Regions from separate parts of the Mus musculus genome. Here all the other regions are linked to region 1. The links are chromatin contacts, called in public Micro-C and promoter capture Hi-C maps. All regions are on one chromosome and are shown on one strand. The core of a region is the stretch at or near the end of the contact, and the rest is flanking DNA. Distances in the headings are between cores, read along the strand shown. Region 1 holds the start of Csf2ra (colony stimulating factor 2 receptor, alpha, low-affinity (granulocyte-macrophage)). Region 2 holds the start of Rab11fip2 (RAB11 family interacting protein 2 (class I)). Region 3 holds the start of Fam204a (family with sequence similarity 204, member A).

Region 1 (2,977 bases), core at 234-2,733:
GAGAGGGAATGGGGGAAGAAGTTCCCAACACTAACCAGAGTGTGCAGTGGGCCTTGATGGAGCAGAGCAGAGACTCTATGGTTTAAGAGCTTTATTATAGAAATTCAGGGGAAAGAGAGAAGGTAGAAGAGAGAGGAGAGGGGGGAGGGAGGAAAGGCTAGAGAGAAAGAGAAAGAAGGAGAGAGGAGAGGAAAGAAGAAGACAAAGAGAAAGGGAAGAGGAGAGAAGTGAGAGAAGTGAGAGGTGAGAGGACAAAGGAGTAAGAGAGCGAGGTGGGGGCTAAGCACCCCTTTTTATGGTCTTCCCTGTTGCTAGGTAACTGGGGAGGAGTTTAGCCTGAAGGTCAGATTGACCATGCTTCTCTTGGGGCTGTGGGAGGTGGTAAGGAGCATGAGGGAATGCCTACCGTGTCATGAGGGTGAATTATGACTATCGGGGTTCAGACCTCAGATCGACTGGAGACCAGCCTGCAATTCCCCACAATACCATGTAGGTTTTTAAAACTAATAAAATTTATCTTAAAACATACAACTCAGTATTGATATTTTTAAAGTCATTAAAATAATTCATAATAGTTTAAATGCCTCTTAAATGTACATGACATCTTCGGAAGCAGACATTAATACACACTCTACCAGTTTTTAAAATCTGTTTGGAACATTAAACACGACAGAAAATCTCTCATGAGTCCTCTGTGGACAGAAATTGTGACGAGTTCCTGATTTTACAGAAACGTCCATCTCCGCGCAGTGTGTGTGTGTGTGTGGCTTCACAGAATGAGCTGGGTGGAAGCATCCACCAGGCCCGCCTGACCCTGGGCTGTCTTGGGTGGGAGACTTCACAGCTGTCTCTGGGTTCTGGGTCCTGGGACCGTTAGGTGGCTTCCGTGATTTTAACTGTGGTGCCTGTGCTGTGTAGAAAATTGTCCGTTTCATCCAGATTTGGTTTTCCCCAATTTGGAAATTAACGATGACGCAAGGAGATGTGAACCTAAGGATCACCTGTTGAACCTAACCCTTATCAATATGATCAACAGGATCAAGACTTTGCATGTCAGAGTCTTCCCACTGTGTAAGCGCGTGCTCACATGTGTGGTCACACTGTGTGCATCAGGGTAAGACTGTCGGTGATGTCACACTGTGCTGAGTGGTCACACTGTGTCCACAAGGGGTCAGATGCAGTGACTGACGTCACACCGTGTGTAGCCAGGCTGTGTGCGTGGCAGTGTGACGCGCCCGAACAGCCACACAGTAGGCTCACGTCCCGGTGTGCTGCCCCACTGCACGAGGTTGCATGGCGTCACACAGCGGGCCAACCGCCTGGCGCGTATACTTACTGTGCGCATTTGACATCATGCTGCCTGCACGGGACACTCGGACCCCGCCCCCGGTGACGTCACCGGGCCCCACCCAGCCACCCACCCCTGCCTGCCTTGTTCCTTCCCCTCTAGGTTTCCCAACCTGCAGATGAGGAAGAGGAAGCGGGAGACAGACGGACAGACGGACGGACACAGACGCTGCGCCCAGGCCTCACCATCCATCGCAGGAAGCCCCCTGTCTCAGGTCAGAGCCCCTCCACCCCTTTCCACCTCACCCTGCCTGACATGACGTCACCCAGAAGCCCCTCCCACCTGGCCCTACTGTGTGCCCAGCACACCCTGGGGTTTAGAAAACGATGGGGCTAGGGGACGGAGAGACCGGAAGGGGGGGGCAGTGGGACATGCAGACCTACTGTGTGTGCCCTGGGTCTCGGGTACAAGGTCCCCACCACCCGTGGGTCTGAGCCCTGGGGATGGTTTGGGGTGGGGTCAGAGGTAACAGAGGCCAAGGGGGGCTTAGAAGCCGGAGTTGGGGGGCGTGGCCTCCGCCTGCCAATCCCCCGCAACCTCTGACCTCTGTGTAGTACTGGGGTCAGGAGATGTGGTTCACCTCCAGGAGTCAGGGGTCTGGAGATGGTGGAGTTGAGGCAGGGGGATGGCTTCAAGTGCGTTTCCTCCAAAGCCCGGGGCGGGGGTGGGGGGTGGGGGAAGCGGGGAGTTGCGGATCGCCCCTAAGCCCGACTGCGGAGACCCCGCGGACGCCGCCCCCGCCCTCCCCACTCCCCGCGAGCGAGCGTCCTTGGCCCGACAGGAAGTGGGGACTGGAGAAAAGGAAGTGGCTGCAGCTGAGCTTGGAGCACGGCGGGGTTGGGGAAAGGCGGGTCCAGGCGGCGGTGGAGCGTGAGGGGGAAAGGGTCTGACCTACACACAGTCAGGCCACAGGCAGGCAGGGCGACCCCCGATCCCCTCGACCGCCTCCCCACCGCGCGGACAAAGCGGGTCCACATATAAGCAAAGATTCACGGGGAATCAATAGGATAACGTCACCAAGAGAGGAGCTGAGACAGGGGCATGGCTCAGATGGCAGAGCCCAGCCTCTGTACCCACCACAAATCATGCTGTAGTGAGTGGGTGGGACGGGGCCAGAGAATGCCCCGCCCACCCTAGTGCGCCAGACAGGATAACACCTCGGCTCTGCCCACTCATCTGACTGACAGATGACGTCATCACATGCCATGAACATCACCCCCCTGGCTCAGCTCGCCCTGCTCTTCTCCACGCTACTGCTTCCGGGAACTCAGGCCCTTCTGGGTTAGTGACGCTAGGTGGGCGGGGTCGGAAGTCACGGTGGGCGGGGCCGCGTCCAACAGAGCCACCTCACCCTCCTCCCCCTTCCAGCTCCGACCACACCGGACGCCGGCTCCGCCCTCAACCTGACCTTCGACCCCTGGACTCGGACGCTGACCTGGGCCTGCGACACCGCCGCGGGGAACGTCACGGTGACGTCATGCACCGTGACCTCGCGGGAGGCGGGGATACACCGGCGAGTCTCGGTACGTGGGGGTAGGGAGAGAGGGCCTTGTCCCGCAATGATGTCACTTCCGGTCGTGACCCCAATGCGCTCCCCCACCCTCCCACTCCCTGTCCCCCCCGCAGCCC
Region 2 (2,977 bases), core at 350-2,849, 1.3 Mb after region 1:
TTCTTTAGAGTTGACAACTGCCCGCTCTGGGATCCAGATGCTATGTGCACAGTGAGATGATTTTGTTCTGCTTTGCACACATGGCCTTTTCAAACACTGTCTCCCCGGGATGGAAACTCAGCTCTCCCCGGGATGGAAACTCAGCTTGTATAACAGAAGTTCTAAAACTTGCCCGATAATAATAAACCCAATACCTTACAGTTTATGACCATTTTAAGTTGGATAAAGCACATTCCTATCTATCATATTTATTCTCAAAATTAGTCCCATAAAGGGAGAAAAGCATTTAGTCAGTCAACAGATTGGTTAGCATGTCTGTTTAATGCTTAGTTCTCTAAAGTCCTTCAGGGATGTCTAATCTTTTGACATTGCTTGGAGAGCTGTTGTCTGTCTGCAAAGTTCTCCCTGAAGAAAAGCACAATGCAGTTAAATACTCTCATAGCATTTAAGGTTGGGTTTGGCCTCATTCATAGCTATTGTTGGCCGCAGGTTGGATGTGCTGCCAGGAAGTGCAGTCCAAAGAGCTTCAGAATTTTCCTAGGCAGACATGGACAGAAATAAAGTCAACAGAGGTAGTATGCATCTCCTGAGACTGAAAAGCAGAGACAGTACTCCTGTCCTCTCTGGCCATGAAGTTGGGGTTTGGATTCCTGGAGGACTTGACAGTGAGCGCTCAGGGAATGCTTTTGACTTGGACGCCATACACACAACTTAGAAAGGGGGAAAAAAGACTAAATAGTTCCGTAGAATTATGGTGGCAGGCATGGGGGCCTGGTCTTCTGACGCCATCCCAAAGCGTCTATGATCTTTATTAAGCAAGGGAATCTTTATTAAGCAAGAGAATCTTTATTAAGCTTTGGAATCTATCTGCATCCTTTGCTTTTGGTCTGTGCTCAGGAGGAGGTCCCTTTAGTCAGTTGAAGGTTTCCTCTTCAAGACGATGGAGAACGGTTGGACGAAGTCTGAACTGTCACTCAAGAAGAACTACCACCATTAAAGGACACCAGCGCCCAGCTAGGACTGAACACACAGCTGGAACAGATTTCTGCCTTCCAAGATGGAAACCGGTTCTCTCCCAATAGCGGGCGGTGTATAGGGCCCAGTGCCGCCTCCCAGAACCCCTTGTCGGCCTCTGCGGGCTCACAGTTCCCCAGCCCGCTGCAACCGACAGGTTGGAACCTCAGCACCCACCGTCCAGCGCGCGCATCCCAGCCTCCGCGTCCCGCACCGCGCGCCCCGTCGTCAAGGCAACCAGGGAGGCGCTGACCCCCAACCCCGCCCGGCCCCGCCCCTCGCGCAGCCCCACTCAACATGGAGACGGCCAACCCGGAAGTGGCGCGGCCGCCGCGCGCCGGGCGCTAGGAGCCGCGGGTTGCTGGCCAGGCCTCACCCGGTGACACCGCCCGGCCTCGGTTTGCCACCCGCGCTCCGCGTCCCTCCGACACCGGTCCAGGTCGGCCGCTTCCGCCCCGCTCGCCCAGGCCTGCGCCACTCTTGGGGGGGAGGAGCCGAGGCGAGGCCGCGCGGGCGGGCGGAGGGAGCCAGGCCCCACGGCCGTCGACGGTTCGTATCAGCCGGGTCGGAGGAGGAGCCGGGCCGCGCGGGGCGGAGGCCGGGCCCTAGGGGCGCAGGTTTCAGGATAGCGGCGAAGCGGGGCGCGGGGCTGCGCGCGGAGGCCCGGAAGGCGCGGAGGTGATGTGGGCCCCTGTGCTTCTACGGAAGAAAGGGACCCCAGCAGCGGCGGCGGCCTCCCTACCGGTCCTCCTGACAGCAGCCCTTAGGGACCTCGCGGCAGCCCTGACTGCCCAGCTCACTGAAGTGCTCTTAAGGATGCAGTGATCAGGGTACGGGGCTCTCCCCGCGGGAGGGGCTCTGCCTGCGCTTCTGAACTCTGCGCAGAGAAAACAAAACAACAACAACAAAAAACAAAACCGAAAAACAAAACAAAACAAAAAACCCAGAATGATGCTGTCTGAGCAAGCCCAAAAGTGGTTTCCAACCCACGTGCAGGTCACAGTGCTCCAAGCTAAAGATCTGAAGCCAAAAGGCAAAAGTGGTACCAATGACACATACACCATAATTCAGTTGGGCAAAGAGAAGTATTCTACATCTGTAGCAGAGAAAACCCTGGAGCCGGTCTGGAAGGAGGAGGCCTCCTTTGAGCTGCCTGGGTTGCTCATGCAGGGTAGTCCGGAGAAATACATTCTTTTTCTTATAGTGATGCACAGGTCCCTGGTGGGACTGGATAAGTTTTTAGGGCAGGTGGCAATCAATCTCAATGACATCTTTGAGGACAAACAAAGAAGGAAAACAGAGTAAGTTATATAATTTATTTTGAATTTTGGGTACTTAAAGATATATGGATTTACTGTTCTTGAACATAGTATATTTGAGGCATTGGTCTTTGGGATTGAAATAGGATCCAGTATTAAGCACTTCTCTTTGCATGACTTTGAAGGGAAATAGCCTTTACTCTGATTTTTTTTTTAATGGAGTGATTAGTAAACCATTTTTTTTTCTCATTTCTGTGTGAGGTTAAGAGCTCTTAGTGGAATATTTTGCACTGGGTTTTAATACTTTTTATAAGAGGCCTAGAGCATGAACTAGAAAACCAGAAAATTAAATATATGCGTACCATTAGGTCTATGTTTGTTGAGCACTGTTAAAAAAATAAATTACTAGTAAAGGGTGTCAAAAGATAAGTTACTAGGTTTAGAACTCTTTATTTCAGCATTGGAAACAGTTGGCCTTATTTTTGCTCCACCAGTTTTCAGGGTCAGTACTTCTTGATAGGGTAGAAAGTTGTTAAAAGAACAAAAGTTTTGGAAGTCTGCACAGACATCTTCAGTCTTGAGCCCACTGACATTTTCCCTTTGAATTTACAGTATAGTGGAGCTATTGTTTACTGAAGAATTAGTTCAGCAAAGCTGTTGTGTAAGATCAGAGACAGTGATTACAGTCTTGTGATGCAGTGATT
Region 3 (2,977 bases), core at 196-2,695, 1.0 Mb after region 1:
TAATCCATTCACATTATTGAATAGAGGCAAGAATTTTGTACATCACAATATTTTAAAAGGTTCTTGTTCATAATGTGAATAAGTGAAAATTACTGTAAGTTAAGCCATGTGTGCATTAAGTTTGGCCTACAACCAACTCCTTCCTTTGAAAAACTAAATAGCTTGAACTGCAGCTTCACTTAAGAGTATGTTAGTATTCTTATAACGTGTTGCTGAGTCTTAGTCAGTCATAGTAGTTGACTTTTAGCCAGTCAGTATGACAGCTGATCACACCATGTTTTTATAAGGTAAATACTAAGATATGACCAACCACAGTATTATATGTTTCTTTTTACCTTTTTTTAATTTACAAAGATTGCTTGCTCACTGATGGAACACTCTGAACTTTGACTGGGCCAGAGTCTATTCATGAAACAACTGTTTGTTCAAATCAATTCTGCAAAGTTTAATTTTTCATAAGTTTTTTTAAACTTGTTCAAGGCTTTGTATTTTGTATGTGCATGTGCCATATATGTGTTCTAATGCATGTGCATTAGGTCAGAAGACAACTCGAAAGTGTAGTTCCTTAGGGGTTGCCCACCTGTCTTTTGTGGTCACTGGCCTAGAGCTTGCCTCGTAGGCTAGTCTGCCTGTCTGCATCCACAGTGCTGGCTGCCATGCCTGGCTTTTAAAATACGGATTCTGAGGGTGGAATGAACTTAGGTTCTTACTGAGCTATCTCTCAGCCCTGTAGTTTCTTATATAACCATCACAAGAAAATAGAAACATAATCTGAGTACAGAACAGTACTTCAGAAAATGGAAGCATTTCTGAAGTGGTCCTACTTCATCCCCGTATCATCGCCTGGATTTACTGTTTTCACATGGTGAAAATTTCTGCTCTTTTCCTCATTTACACGCCGGTAAACCCCTCATCAGGACCTATACACTATGCCAGCCTGGTAAATCAACTTCTGAGTAGGGGGTGCTTAGCTGGATTTGATTCGGTCAACCAGACTGGAAAGTCCCTGGAGAACTGGAATCCGGTTGAGAATTGCATGAGGCCTGGAACACAGTGGACACTCAAATATACGCAAAAAGATAGGAAAGGCTGGGGAGAGGGGTGGCGAGGAAGCGAAGGAAGCAAAGCCTTCCTTGAAGAGATCATCTACAGTTCTCCATTGAACTCAGGTGGGCATCGAAGTCAGCATTTTCTTTAGCCAAGTTCACCAGCACAGGAAAGGAGCGAGGAAAGGACAAAACTTTAAAAAAAAATCGCTTGGTTAAAGTGAGGAAAAGGAGAAAAACAAACAAACAAACAAACAAACAAACAAACAAACAAAAAACAAAAACAAAACCTCAACAGGCTCCTCTTAGCAGAGGCGTTTAGGCAAGCCAGGCTGTTCCCTGGGCGACCATAGAGCCAGAACGGCCGCAGCCGATTGGCTGATCCGCCCGAGCCAATCAGAAGACACGATGTTGGCGGGGTTCTAAGATGGCCGCCGAGCCGCTGTTTCCTCCCTGGTAAGTTCGGCTTCGCGAGGCGCGACTTGGCGGCAGGATTCGCGGCGGCCTGTCGGGCTGTGTTCCGAGGCAGGGAGGGCGGCGCAGGAGTCGGGGCGGCTCGTCCTCGCAGATCTGCCGAAGCGGGCTTGGAAAACCCTGGGTTCGGGCGGGCGCCGCTGGGCTCCGGGGGCGTCGTGAGGTAGCCGTCCGGTCCCGGGCCAGCGAGGAGCGCGAAAGCCCACACAGCAACTGCGGCTGACCAGAGCGAGGTTCGCGGCTCGCCGCTCCGCCGGCGTCCCGATGCGAGTTCTGACGCGGCTGGAGAGCTGAAGGTGGTGCGGCCTCGCACCGGGTGAGTGCCGCCGAGTTCCAGGTTGTCCGTGCGGGAAGGGGTGTGCCTTTCAGAGCCACCCTCTCAGTCTTGAACTTTGTAAGTACTTGTACAGTGGCATGGATTGCGTGGTTTAAAATCTTTCCACACAAGTTAGAGAGGGTCCCGGGGGAAAGTGGGTTCCAAGCCTTGGCTGTAAACATTGTTTTAATTCAAACTCACCTATCCTTAAGATTAAAAATACAAAAAATAAATAACTTATTTGAAGTATATCTGAACTGAGGCCCCTGACTCCCCTCGGGTTTTCTGTGTCGTTTTAAGAAAAAGGAACACATTTTCTAACAATAAATAAGACATTTACATTAATGTTGATAATCTTAAGCCTAAAAGTGTGTCAGTTAACTAGTTCCAAAGTTCAGGAACTATTTATTATGCTCTTATAGGTTAGAGGATGGCGGTTATAATTATTTTACAAATAGGATTAAATTTAGATGTTTGTGATTATTTAAAATCGAATACATAAGACAGCCACTTGATGGAAATGCAGCTTAAATTCTGGCATAGTAGAGACAGAAAATTTGTTGGATGCGCAGATTTTATCCTTTGGGTATTGCTTGTAACCAGTTTTGTGGTCTAGAAATACATTTCTCAAATCTCTAAATGTGACTCTCAGTGTGTTACTTAGTATAATATCTCCCCTTTTTCATATGCAAAAAGTGCAGAAAAAATTATTAGTAAAATTTGCCTAGATTTGACCTGTCTCCCAAATCTTTGTCTCCAAGAATTCGCCACCAACTTTGCCCTCTAAAAGTTCATAATTTAAAGCTGTCAGGCGTAACTGGATCACAATGATTTTGGCCAGTTGTAGAAAGAGTTGCTGTTAGTTTCTAATGTGTGTTGTGATGAAGATTAGTGCCTGCCTCTTGGTTTGTGTGTGGTGTGTGACAGGTCTGCCTTCTTTTTCTCCTGCTGCTTGTCTGTCTTTTGTTGTAACTTGGTTTCCTGCCCCTTTTCAGTGGACCCTGTGCAGAGCCTCTGAAAACTGATCATCTAGTGAGGTAGAGGAGAGAAGCTGCGTTTATATTGATCAAAGAGTAAAGCAGCTCTGGTCATTTAGGACTCTGAGGCCATTAAGATCATAAACATTTTAAAGGTGTGTGTG

What was found. Promoter capture Hi-C pulls out the DNA fragments that hold promoters and counts their contacts. A called contact is a pair of places that touch in the nucleus more often than the background predicts.
Region 2: a contact with region 1 is called in a promoter capture Hi-C map of pre-B cells, with 8 times the contacts expected there. The contact joins the promoter of Rab11fip2 here to the promoter of Csf2ra in region 1. A contact is called at or near these places in 1 of 39 promoter capture datasets (pre-B cells) and 1 of 484 Hi-C or Micro-C datasets (embryonic stem cells).
Region 3: a contact with region 1 is called in a Micro-C map of embryonic stem cells, with 9 times the contacts expected there. The contact joins the promoter of Fam204a here to the promoter of Csf2ra in region 1. A contact is called at or near these places in 1 of 39 promoter capture datasets (pre-B cells), 4 of 484 Hi-C or Micro-C datasets (CD4 T cells, CD8 T cells and embryonic stem cells) and 1 of 115 datasets of contacts at active chromatin or transcription factors (bone marrow-derived macrophages).

The regions. Positions count from the first base shown.
Region 1 is chr19:61,226,924-61,229,900 of GRCm38.p6, reverse strand. It overlaps Csf2ra (colony stimulating factor 2 receptor, alpha, low-affinity (granulocyte-macrophage)), which reads left to right and starts at 1,483. Exons shown (of 12, transcript NM_009970.2): 1 at 1,483-1,562; 2 at 2,536-2,629; 3 at 2,717-2,871; 4 at 2,975-2,977. The coding sequence starts at 2,536.
Region 2 is chr19:59,941,986-59,944,962 of GRCm38.p6, reverse strand. It overlaps Rab11fip2 (RAB11 family interacting protein 2 (class I)), which reads left to right and starts at 1,599. Exons shown (of 6, transcript NM_001033172.3): 1 at 1,599-2,315. The coding sequence starts at 1,963.
Region 3 is chr19:60,225,169-60,228,145 of GRCm38.p6, reverse strand. It overlaps Fam204a (family with sequence similarity 204, member A), which reads left to right and starts at 1,445. Exons shown (of 8, transcript NM_001358273.1): 1 at 1,445-1,502.